2 separate regions of the Mus musculus genome follow, and region 2 is linked to region 1. The links are chromatin contacts, called in public HiChIP or PLAC-seq maps. All regions are on one chromosome and are shown on one strand. The core of a region is the stretch at or near the end of the contact, and the rest is flanking DNA. Distances in the headings are between cores, read along the strand shown.

Evidence for each region. HiChIP or PLAC-seq counts read pairs in DNA pulled down with a chosen protein or histone mark.
Region 2: a contact with region 1 is called in an H3K27ac HiChIP or PLAC-seq map of embryonic stem cells, with 3 times the contacts expected there. The contact joins the promoter of Dnajc19 here to the enhancer-like site in region 1. A contact is called at or near these places in 4 of 39 promoter capture datasets (embryonic stem cells and macrophages), 3 of 484 Hi-C or Micro-C datasets (the G1E-ER4 cell line, cardiomyocytes and embryonic stem cells), 3 of 115 datasets of contacts at active chromatin or transcription factors (all in embryonic stem cells) and 2 of 9 other capture datasets (adipose tissue and pancreatic islet).

The regions. Positions count from the first base shown.
Region 1 is chr3:33,986,471-33,992,007 of GRCm38.p6, forward strand. No RefSeq gene overlaps it. Among named protein-coding and RNA genes, the nearest start is that of Gm46833, 14 kb to the left of the region's middle. Within about 2 kb of position 2,996, at least 18 of the 459 cell types and tissues checked have an H3K27ac peak or open chromatin away from gene starts, as enhancers often do. A contact at or near this core is called in embryonic stem cells, where this site is marked.
Region 2 is chr3:34,078,524-34,084,060 of GRCm38.p6, forward strand. It overlaps Dnajc19 (DnaJ heat shock protein family (Hsp40) member C19), which reads right to left and starts at 2,831. Exons shown (of 6, transcript NM_026332.4): 1 at 2,663-2,831; 2 at 1,708-1,759; 3 at 1,561-1,634; 4 at 682-761; 5 at 252-322. The coding sequence starts at 2,665.

The DNA of each region.
Region 1 (5,537 bases), core at 1,746-4,245:
ATAAGAACACTGTTAACTATCTACCTAAAGAGGAGAAAAACTTATACCACACACAACTCTGTGTGTAAATGTATGTATACAGTTTAAATGAACTCTTAGCTGGGCTGACTGTGCGACTCTATCAGCAAAAACTCATCTAACAAACCCTAATGTTAGGCTTGGCAAAGCCCCTTCAGTCTTGGCTGTGCTTATTTTCAATCTGTGCTCTCCGGGATACAAACTCAGGGGCATCATTTACAAAACTGGCTGCAGAGGAGTGGCCACAGCAGCCCCACAGCTCAGCAGGACTCTTCTTAAGATCAACAAAAATGAGTCTACTTTTCTCCTATTAAGACTATACGAGGGGGGCTGGCGAGATGGTTCAGTAGGTAAGAGCATTGACTGCTCTTCCAAAGGTCCTGAGTTCAAATCCCAGCAAGCATGGTGGCTCATAACCACCCGTAATGAGATCTGACGCCCTCTTCTGGTGCATCTGAAGACAGCTACAATGTACTTATTTACAATAATAAATAAATCTTTGGGCTGGAGTGAGCAGAGGTCCTAAATTCAATACTCAACAACCACATGAAGGCTCACAACCATCTGTACAGCTACAGAGTACTCATATACATAAAATAAATAAATCTTTTTAAAAAAGACTATACAAGAGGTTCCAGCCAGGCAATTAGGTAAGGAAGTGGCGAGGAGTGCCCAATTTTAGCAGAAAGAAGCAAATCTATTTATTTGAAGACACTTTGATCCCATACAGAGAAAGTGGCTACAACTCTAGGTTAACAGGTTTAGCCAGAGTGGAAGATAGAGGGTAGAAAACTAGCCTTGCATGCATCTTTATTCACTCCAGGCTTTAACCCTAGTACTTGGGAGCAGAAGTAGGTAGACTTCTGGGAATTTGAGGACAGCTTGGTCTACAAAGCAAGTACCAAGCCAGTAAGGGAGGCATAGTTAGCCGCTGTCTCAGAGCAGGAGCTCTAAGTTCCATTCCCAGCACAGCGTGAGCTAGGTATGGTGCTGCGTGCCCATAATCCCAGCACCCAGGAGGTACAGATGGGAAGAGCAACGGTTCAATGTCATCCACTATTACAGAGTAAGCTTGAGGTCAGCTTGGGATATGTGGGACTCTGTCTCAAAAAAAAAACAACAAAAAAAAAAAAACCCAAAAACCAAAACAAAAACAAACAATCAAATGCAAGATATAAGATCATAATGGATTTTTCACAATGTACAGTGCAATTGTCTTAATAAGTTCATTTAACATAGGTGCTGGAGATATGGCTCCGTGATTAAGAGCGTTTGTTCTTGCAGAGGATCTAGGTTCTTAGCATCCACATGTTTGCTAACTATGATCTACAACTCCAATTCTGAAGGAATCTAACGCTTCTTCTGGCCTCCAGGGGCACTGCACAAACACGTGGTGCATGGATACATATGTGTGCAAAATACTTGTACACATAAAAATAAATAAAACTAATAAAACTCAAGAATATGTTAAGCAATAGTAATAAAGACTATAGTAATGGAACAAGGAGAGGCATACAGTTCAGTGGACTGGAAATGACAGAAATAGACTCTAACCATAGTTGGATGATTTCTTTACAGAGTGCCAAGACTATTCAATGGGTCAATAGACTATTAACAAATGGCCTTGGGATAACTATACAGCTACACATAAGAGGGTAAAGAATTTATGGGCTGGGGATACAACAGAGTTCTTGCCTAGCATGGACAAAGCTGTGAGTTCGATCCCCATCAGTGCATGTTCCAAGCATGGAAACCCAGCACCTGCTCTTAGAGGCAGCAAGTCAGAAGTTCATCCGCTGCCACAAAGTGAATTTGAGGCTTGTCTAGGATGCTTGAATCTCTGCCTCAAAATAAGATAATGATAGGCTAAAATCAAGAATGCAGAACCCTACCTCACATCCTACACAAAGCTTCACACAAAATATACCATAGCCATAATTCTAATTCTACATAACTCCTTGAATGAAACATGAGAGTGTTATTTTACCTTTGTTTTTTAATCATGGTACTTGCTTTGTACACTAGGCTGGCCACAAATTCCCAGAAATCTACCTGCTTCTGCTCTCAAGTGCTGGATTAAAGGTATGCACCACTGCCCATCCCGGGAGTAGATAAAGATGCAATCACAACTGCTCACCCTGGAGTACATAAGGATGCTTATTTTTGTTTCAGATTGGTTTTGTTAATAGTTTGTGGGGCCTGGAGAGGTGGCTCAGCAGTTGAGAGCACTGGCTGCTCTTTCAGAGAATGGGGGTTCGATTCCCAGCACCCACATGGCAGCTCACAGCTGTCTGTCACTCCAGTTCCAGGGGATCCAACACCCTCACACAGACATACATGCCGGCAAAACACCAATGCACATGAAATAAAAGTAAACAAAACTTTTAAAATAGCCGATGTGTTTAATGATTCGTTAATTAAGAAGTTTCTTAGGTCCAATACTAAAAGTACAAGCAACCAAAGAGAGTGGTCCACCCAGAAGACTCTCAGCAACAAGAAGGGATGGGATTCTCCGCCACAGGTCAACTTTCAAAGCACTGTCTCAAACACAAGAAGCCACAATGAAAAGCTACACTTCATGATACTGTTCATTTGAAATACCATACATAGGTAAATTCATAGTGACAGAAAAATGAATAATACTGAAGGGCTGGAAGGAGGTCAGCAAATGAATGTTGATGGGCACCGGGTGCCTTTCGGGGCTTTAAAAAGTTCTAAAATGTGCTGTGGTGTTGACCACACAATCATAAAAAAAAAATTTACTAAAATGCATGGAGCATGAACTGTAAAACGGAATGCTGTGTGACATAGGACTGTTTCTTGATAATCTGTCTTTTAGAAGCAGGAATGTTCCCTAAGCTAACGCCCCAGACCTAGGAGTCTACAGTGCAGAAATAGCAGCAGATAACACGGTGCTTGCAGTAAGTGTCTTTGGCAGTACTCAACACAGTGTCACAAGGGCACACTGAGCCCCAGCGCTCCAGTCGCTGAGTTCTGAGCTTCAGACTCAAGGAAACACTGCCATTGTTTCTATGGAGATCAGCGGCGCTGTGGCTGATGGGATCAGAATTCTGTGTCCACCACCAAGGTCAGGAATTCAGGGTCCTGGGACAGACGGTCTGTCATCTAGTCAATCAATGGCCTCTGTGAGTTGAACAGACGGAGAGGAATAGGGTGTGGTATATTGTCAGAGCTTTTGCCTAGCATGGTCCTGGCCCTAGGTTCCATCCGTAGCCCTACACAGAAAGAAAAGTGGGAGCAGAGAGGATAGGTCAGGATAGTGTTGGGGGAGGAGGAGGTTAAAACAAAGTTATTACACTGATTTCTTTTTTGTGTGTATGTATAGGTCTCTGTGTGTGTGCATACTAAGGCCTGTGTGTGGAGGTTAGATGACAATTTGTGGGAGTCGGTTCTTGCCTTCCCTGGGCTGGGACCTAGGAGCCAAGTCAGGTTGTCAGGCTTAGGAGACAATCTTTCTCTTGGAGACATATTTTCAGCCCAGGAAGGAGGATTTTTAAGAATTTTTAAGTTACTTAATATGCTTCAGTGCCTGACCATAGAGGTGAACAAAGGGAGAAGTCATGAAATACACAGCAGAAATGGAACCCGACGACCGACCCAGGACATTTTGTATTCCATGCCTCTGAGAAAATTGCATTCAACATAGAATATACTCTTCCTGGGATAAGCCAGGCTTATCCTTTTTATGCTTAGGTATCACAGTTGAACCATCTTTGTAAATCACAGTATAGTCTATAAAGTGCCCAATGTTATGCTAATACGTTAAAAATAAGATTTCTTGCTGGTATGATGGTGTTCTCTTTAATCCCAATACTTGGGAGGCAGAGGCAGGCAGAGGCAGGTAGAGGCAGGCAGAGGCAGGCAGAGGCAGGCAGATATGTGTGAGTCCAAGGCCAACCTAGTGTTCTAGTGAGTTCCTGGATAGCCATGGCTACAGGGAGACCCTGCCTCACCAGTACTCCTCCCCAAAAACAAACAAACAAACAACGGATTTATTGCTGGGCGTGGTAGCACTAAGCCTGAGGTCCAAGCACCCAGGCAAGTGAGACCAAAGGGTCAGCGTGCCCATCCCAGCCTGGAGCCGGCTGAACAGACCTTGAGTTCGTGCCACAACAGACCTTCACGACCTAGGTGGAGTCACCTGCCTTGGTTGCACATGCAAGTTCCCACAGGAACTTAGAAGAATACACTACCTGCTGACCTCGCTTTGCAACATAATCCAGCTGAAACCAAAGGGTAGGGCCTGGGGGGGGAGGGGCTCTCATAATATAAACACAGTGCTGAATAATAAACTTGAAGCCTTCGCGCCACTGACCCTCCCCCTGCCCCCAGCCCCGTCTCTTTGTCATTTCCAGCCCCCCTTGTTCGACCATGGCCGCTGGGCCACATGAGGCCTATCTAAATTCGAGTAAGCAAGGAAACTTAAAATATAAAATACCAATTTGAATAAAATGAGAGTTGCCTGCCTCCTGCTCTCTGGGATTAGTGTAAGAAAGGCGGACCACCTGGCTATCCTTCCTGGGGAGTTGCTTCTTCACGCATCTCCTCACATTCTCAGCTGCTTTGCTCACTCCTCCTCCCTAGAGCACCAGGGAAAGGCGGGGAGAGGGAGGCAGAAGGTTCTTGAGCAGCTGGTACTATTTTAAGACGGTTTTAGGCTCTGATTTAGCAGGTGCTGAAAGCTGGGCGCGTCCTCCTTAAAGATGGTCTCCAGCGCTCTGTGTAGAGCACCCTGGAAATCTCAGCAGCCCCAGCTCTCCGCACTCAGCCATCTTTTTCTTAATGCTCCTGGCACCTCTGTGGCTGCTGGAAACAGGAACCCATTTCTCAGAATCTGTATGGAGGCCTGCACCTTCCCAGGCAATCCCAAGAAGATGACGCTAATCATACACTTTCTTTTTGTTGTTGTTGGTTTGTTGTTGTTGTTGTTTTGTTTGTTTTTTTGGTTTTCGAGACAGGGTTTCTCTGTGTAGCCCTGGCTGTCCTGGAATTCACTCTGTAGAACAGGATGGCCTCGAACTCAGAAATCTGCCTGCCTCTGCCTCCCAAGTGCTGGGATTAAAGGCATGTGCCACCACTGCCCGGCAATTATACCCTTTCTTATTGCTTACATTAATTAACCATAATTTAAAGATAGCTATAAGACAAAGGCACTCTCCCTGGCTGCTCCCTTCTATTTTGTTTCTTCCTTCTGTCCTGCTTTTACTTATGAAAAGAGAGTTGCTAATTTTTTTAAGAGGTATCAGTGGTCCTGGTTTGATAGCTGAAACTCACTGGCTCATTGATTATTAATAAGAAGTGTAATGACAGGGCCGGAATATAACTGTGATGGAAGCATGCTTGCCTAGCAACAGGAGGCCCTGGATGCCCTCCACCTGCAATACCACAGAAACCTGTCATCAGAAGTTCAAGGCTGGCTACACAGCATGTTTGAGACCAGCCTAGGCTGCATAATACCCAGTCTCAAACCAAGCAAAGACAAATGATAATGAAGAATT
Region 2 (5,537 bases), core at 1,581-4,080, 92 kb after region 1:
CACAGAACCTAAAAGTAGTAGTAATGTTTACCGCTCCTGCCAAATCACAGTAGTTCTTACATTGTTGTTCATTATATCTTTATTTTGGTGAGACATGGTGTCACTGCAGAGAACGTCACCATATGTACTGAATTTCACTTAAGACACTACAATGTGATCCACAACTGGGAAACTGCTCACACACAGACATTCATAACACCAAGAATTAGCTATTCCATTAACAGTCCAGTATAGTAATAAAAGTTGCTTACCCTTGTCTGGGTGATTTAATAGCATAATCCGGCGATGAGCATCCCTGATCTTCCCTTTATTGGCAGTAGGGCTAATTTGAAAAGGAAAACATACTTGTTGCTTTAGTTTGCTTTAAGAAAACAAAACACCATGAACTATTACAGAAGTGAAGTTAAACATTGAGAACAGTAAAGCAACACAACTGAGAAGCTGTGTGTGAGACAGTAAAATGTGCTTCGTAAGAACCAAAAGTGCTTTAGATGTAGTTAACATCATAACCCTCATTCAACGCTTAGTTTGCATTCCAGAGTAGACTTTAGATTACTCCAGGCAGCAGTGAGCACTGTCCCAGTGTTACACGTGTGAGTTCTATCCCCAGCAACTACTTCATTCTCAATTACTACTAGGAATTACCTTACCCTACATCTCAGAACTGAGTAGACATCTTACCTTACACCTAATATTAATGCTGCTTCCCGTTTTGTCATTTTGGGTTCAAATCCACCTCTGTAGTACCCACCACCGAATGCCTGAAAGAAATTGAATTGGAAGAAAAGATTAATGAAGTAAATGGAAGTTGGTTAAATCTGTAAAAGAAGTGGTACATTTCAGGGAAGTACAAGTGTACTTCCCAAGGCACTTTAGCTTGACCAGGGGTAGCCAACTATTTTAAGATGTGTTAAACACCCATTTCTTGCAACTAAACTGGAACAGTGTCTTGAGAACATAAGATGGGAGGGGGGGAGGGGAGATGAGTGAATGGCAGCCACTCTCATCCATATTCCAGACAGAAACTTGATCCCCGTAAAACAGGAGTTTCAAAAGGTCTCAAAAGACGACCTGGAGATCTCGAAAAGATTCAAGGCAACAACTAAAATAAGACTTTATGGTAGGGACATTTATGCCATCAGAATCTTAACCTTAGTAGAGATCATGTACAACAAGGCCCTATGCTCCTGCCCAAGCTCCATGACATGGCCTCTCAAAGTCCTGACTAGCAGCAGCTTTGTGCTTTACACCCAGTTCAGAGCCGTTATCTAACATCGCTGCAAAGCTATCCTATGTGACAAAACACGAGGGAAGGCAGCTGGACAGATAAACCTGGGTCAACAGTATATGTAGTAAAATTAATTGCTAACTACCTGCTATCGTTCTAAATCTGCAAAGGCCACCCACCCTCAGTTGTCACATGTGAAAACCAACTCCCAGTGTGGCCCATTGCAAGGTTTACAACTCCACACTGAGCTCCATGGACCTGTGGAATTCACCTTACAGGCAAGCTCCAGGCTTCAAATACAGGCAAGTTAGTTAGCAAGAAGGTTCACTTACAGATTTTGGTAGGCTCTGAAAAACTTGTTTTACTTGAGGCTCCACATGCTTCATGGCTTGTAAAACATAACGGCCTAAAACCAAAAGCAACAGAATAAGCAAATCCATGCATAACCAGTCTGCTCCACCCCCAACCCACAGACAAACCTGCAAATCCTGCAGCAGCAATGGTCAACCCGACTGCTACCACTGTGCTGGCCTGTAATGGAGGAGAAGAGCAAGTCTTTACTACTCTTAATTGCTACCTATTCCGCAGCCAAACTCATTACGACCTTCATTTTGGTGAAAGGTGGGTTCTTTTTCCCTTTTGGGGCAGGATTAGGGATGGAACCTAGTGTGTGTCTCATGCTGGTAAGGTGCCTACAACTCCAGCCTTTCTCAAAGTTCCAACACTTTTATTCTGAGGTGGAGTCTTGCTAAAATTGTCCAGGCTGCCCACGAATTTGCGACTAGCTCTCTAAGCAACTGGGACTTTACAGAGTGCAGCACAGGGTCTGCTGGAAGAAACATTTTTTTTTCTAATAGAAATATGTCTTTAAAACTACTGCAGTTGGACGTGGTGCACATTGGCGGCTTGCATTTAGTCCCCGGACTTGGGAAACATTGGCAGGTGAATTTCTGTACGTTCTGGGACTTCCAGGACTACAAAGTGAAACCCTGTTTAAAAAAAAAAAATTAAACTACTGCAATTTTTATCCACAATTTATTGTCAGAGTATGGGATTTTCACCAAGAAGAAAAGGGTAAGTCATCTTTACCCACAACAGTAAGATGGTGATTTTTCAGCCATGGAAGAGAACTTTAACCCTTGGGCATTGGAACCCCTTTCTAGTTTAGACAAGACCGGTGAAAATAAGATTTCTGCTGGATTTGGAAACAGTGCTTGCAAAGGCTCCCTGATCCCATAAGGTATTTCCACCGTAAAGAGGGGAGGAGTGCGGAGATGGTAGTGGGGTAACAGCCCGACCTCCTAGGAGGCACAAACGTGTGCCTGCCTGCAAGCAGATAAGGGGTGTCAGCTGGAGCCACCGGAGGCCGGAGTAAAGGTCAGTCTCCGTATCCGCCCAGCGCCCCTTCGGAGCCCGTCAGCGCCGACCACTCACCATGACTCCACTCCGCGGCTCGGCACCGCGCGCTCATCCCAGCGCGAGCCCACCGCCACGGTACAGCTGTGGAGAACGACAGGGCCGAGCCAGCGATGCCGCCACTTCCACTAGCGCCGCGCAACACGGCAGCGGCGCCGTAAAGTGCGTCGGAACTGTCGCACAAAGTGCCGCACAAAGGGCCTCACCAACTCCGGTTGACGGAGAGGTCGGACTGGGGCGGGACTGGCCATGCCCTCTGCCCGGGATTCCTGACTTGCAAGTCCAATATCCGGCCCTAAAACAGGCTTTCCCGCTAAAACCTATCTCCCTAACTTTGCTTTATATAGGTTATTCCGCCCACCCCGTGGAAGTAGCGTTGTTTTTCACATGAGGCATTTATTTTGTCTTCTGTGCATCTTTTGCTACCCTGGGCTGTCGCCAGTAGATGTCAAGAAGCCACAAGGCTGATCTTCATGGCCTGCAGAGACATCTTTCTTCTTCTGGCTTGGAACGTAGTTAGATCTATAAACATCAGAAACGATATGGAAAATGATTTTTTCCAGTCTTTTTTTTTTTTCCATCTTCCTTCCTGATGTCTGCTTCAGGCTATGTAGATTTGTTCACTAAAAATACAGCTCCTGTTGTGTGTTCACCATGAATTTTTTCTCTCCTGTTTTAGCCTGACTTACTATTTGTGTAATTAAAAGAGCTTCTTGTACCTGTGTTGCTCACAGCATGTGGTTGTTTGGCCTAAGCATGGCAAATGCACTTGACTAGAAGGAAAGTGACTAGGAGCTGTCTTTTTGCATAAAGGCTGTAAGTTGTGAGAATATAAAAGCCATATGTGACCCCAAGGGAAGCTAGAAACTAAGGTAGCTGTTCTTTGTCAATGAATTCCTGTTAATCTTGCCAGTCTTCGCCTGCTACTTCCCCAAGCTTCTCCCCTTTGTTGTCAGAAGACCATTGTGTGAATGTATCATATTTTGCTTATCTTTCCGTTTCTCATGGGTTGTTTCTGTGGTGTAGCTGTGGGGAGTGTCATGTCTGTGGGCATGGATGTACAGAAACTAGGCAGAGACTTATTCCTTTCTCCTGGCTAGGTGGGCAGACATGAAATCCAGGCATGCTGTGAGGATTGGACTTTCACTTGTCGTGCTTTGAATCTGAGCTGTCTCTCAGAGGCTCATGCATGGATTCGTGTGTGTGTGTGTGTGTGTGTGTGTGTGTGTGTTTGTGTGTGTGTGTTAAGAACTCATGGCAGGGATGTGTTAGAGGTAGGGTATTGGGAAGGTAACTGGATCGAAAGGCTCTAAGAAGATGAGTGGATTGATCAGTTGGTTCTTGGCTTGGTGGATGGTGGGAGGTGATGGGGACGTAGCTGAATCATAGTTATGCGGAGCAGGTTCTTGTCTCTAGCTCCTCCCTTTCTTTGCTTCTTGGCCATCATTCATCTCTGCTGGTAGGTCCGACATTCCCCATCCTAAGGTTCTGCTTCACCACACATCCAGAAACAATGGGATCAGACGACTATGCCTTGTCAGCTCTGAGACTGTGAGCCAGTTATTTTTCCAATGTGAGGTAATTCTGTCAGTCATTTTGCCACAGCAAAGGAAAGGTGAGCAATGTAGTTACTGTTATATTCCTGAAAGGGAAGGTAGTTGGTGGATGAGGGCCTCGATCCACATCCATATTTGATAGTTTCTGGGTTTTTATTGAATTGCAGGCATCCTAATGAGTATGAGGTGGTAACTCATTGGACTTTTGACTTGAGTTTCTTTTGATCAATAATATGGAGTGCCTTTTTATATGCTTAATAAATATGTATATGCATCTTTGGAAAAAATGTCTATTCAAGTCTTTTGCCCTTGCCTTTTTTTGGGTAGTGATTTTTATTTGTTCAGATTCAGGAGTTCTCTGTGTGTTCTGGGTATCACTTCTCATTTATATGGTGTGCTATTATTTCTCCCATCTATGTGATGCATGTTTACTCTGCTGGTAGTGTGTATCGAGGTTCAGCATCCTAAAACTTTTTATAAAGTCCAGCTGTCTGGCTTTTTGGTTCTTTGTTGTTGTTCTGACCTGAGCCTTTGAGTCTCACACAAAACCATGGCATGAATGATTTGCCCTAGGTTTTCTTTTAGGGATTTTGTACTTTTCAGTTTTGATCCAGTCTGAGTTGCCTTTTCTGTTCAATACATTGGGCAAATGGCTCCCTCATTTTGCATACATGTGAGTAGTGTCCCAAGCACTGCTCGTGGAGATAGCTCTTTACTTTTTAAATGGTAGAGGTGAAGGAGAGATTTCAGAAACCGCCTGTGGGGAGAGTTCTAGTGAGCATCTGACATCTTTTGTTGTTGTTGTTGTTTTCTAGGACAACCATAACAAATTTCCACAGGCAGGGATGTTTATGAAATAGAAATGTTTTGGTTTTTCTTTTTTAATTCCAGAGGCTGAACATGTAAGATCAGGGCACTGGTGGGTGTAGTTTCTCTCCTAAGCAACTTGTAAAATTTAAAAAGGAGGAAAAGAGGAAAACTTAAAATCATCCTCTCAAAAGAAATACTTTACTTGCTTGCGGCCATTTCTGACTAGTCTTGTCTGGCTGAATGACAGCAATGTGTCAGAATTGCTCTTGGCTTTGCTTTCCCACTACTGAAAGCAAGTCCTTATCTCATGGAAGCAGTAACTGAATATTTCCAACTGATCACTGGTTTGGTTTACAAGCAAAGAAGTGATAACAGAAGTTAAATAGCAGCTAAGAAACCGCCCCCCAGGTGATGCTAACCGGGACTCATCTTTAATGCCAGATTTGAAGTTTGCTTTGCAAAGCTGGGGCCCCTTTTGTTCACGTTTGTACCACATCGTGAGGATGATAATATTTCTCTAGATGAAA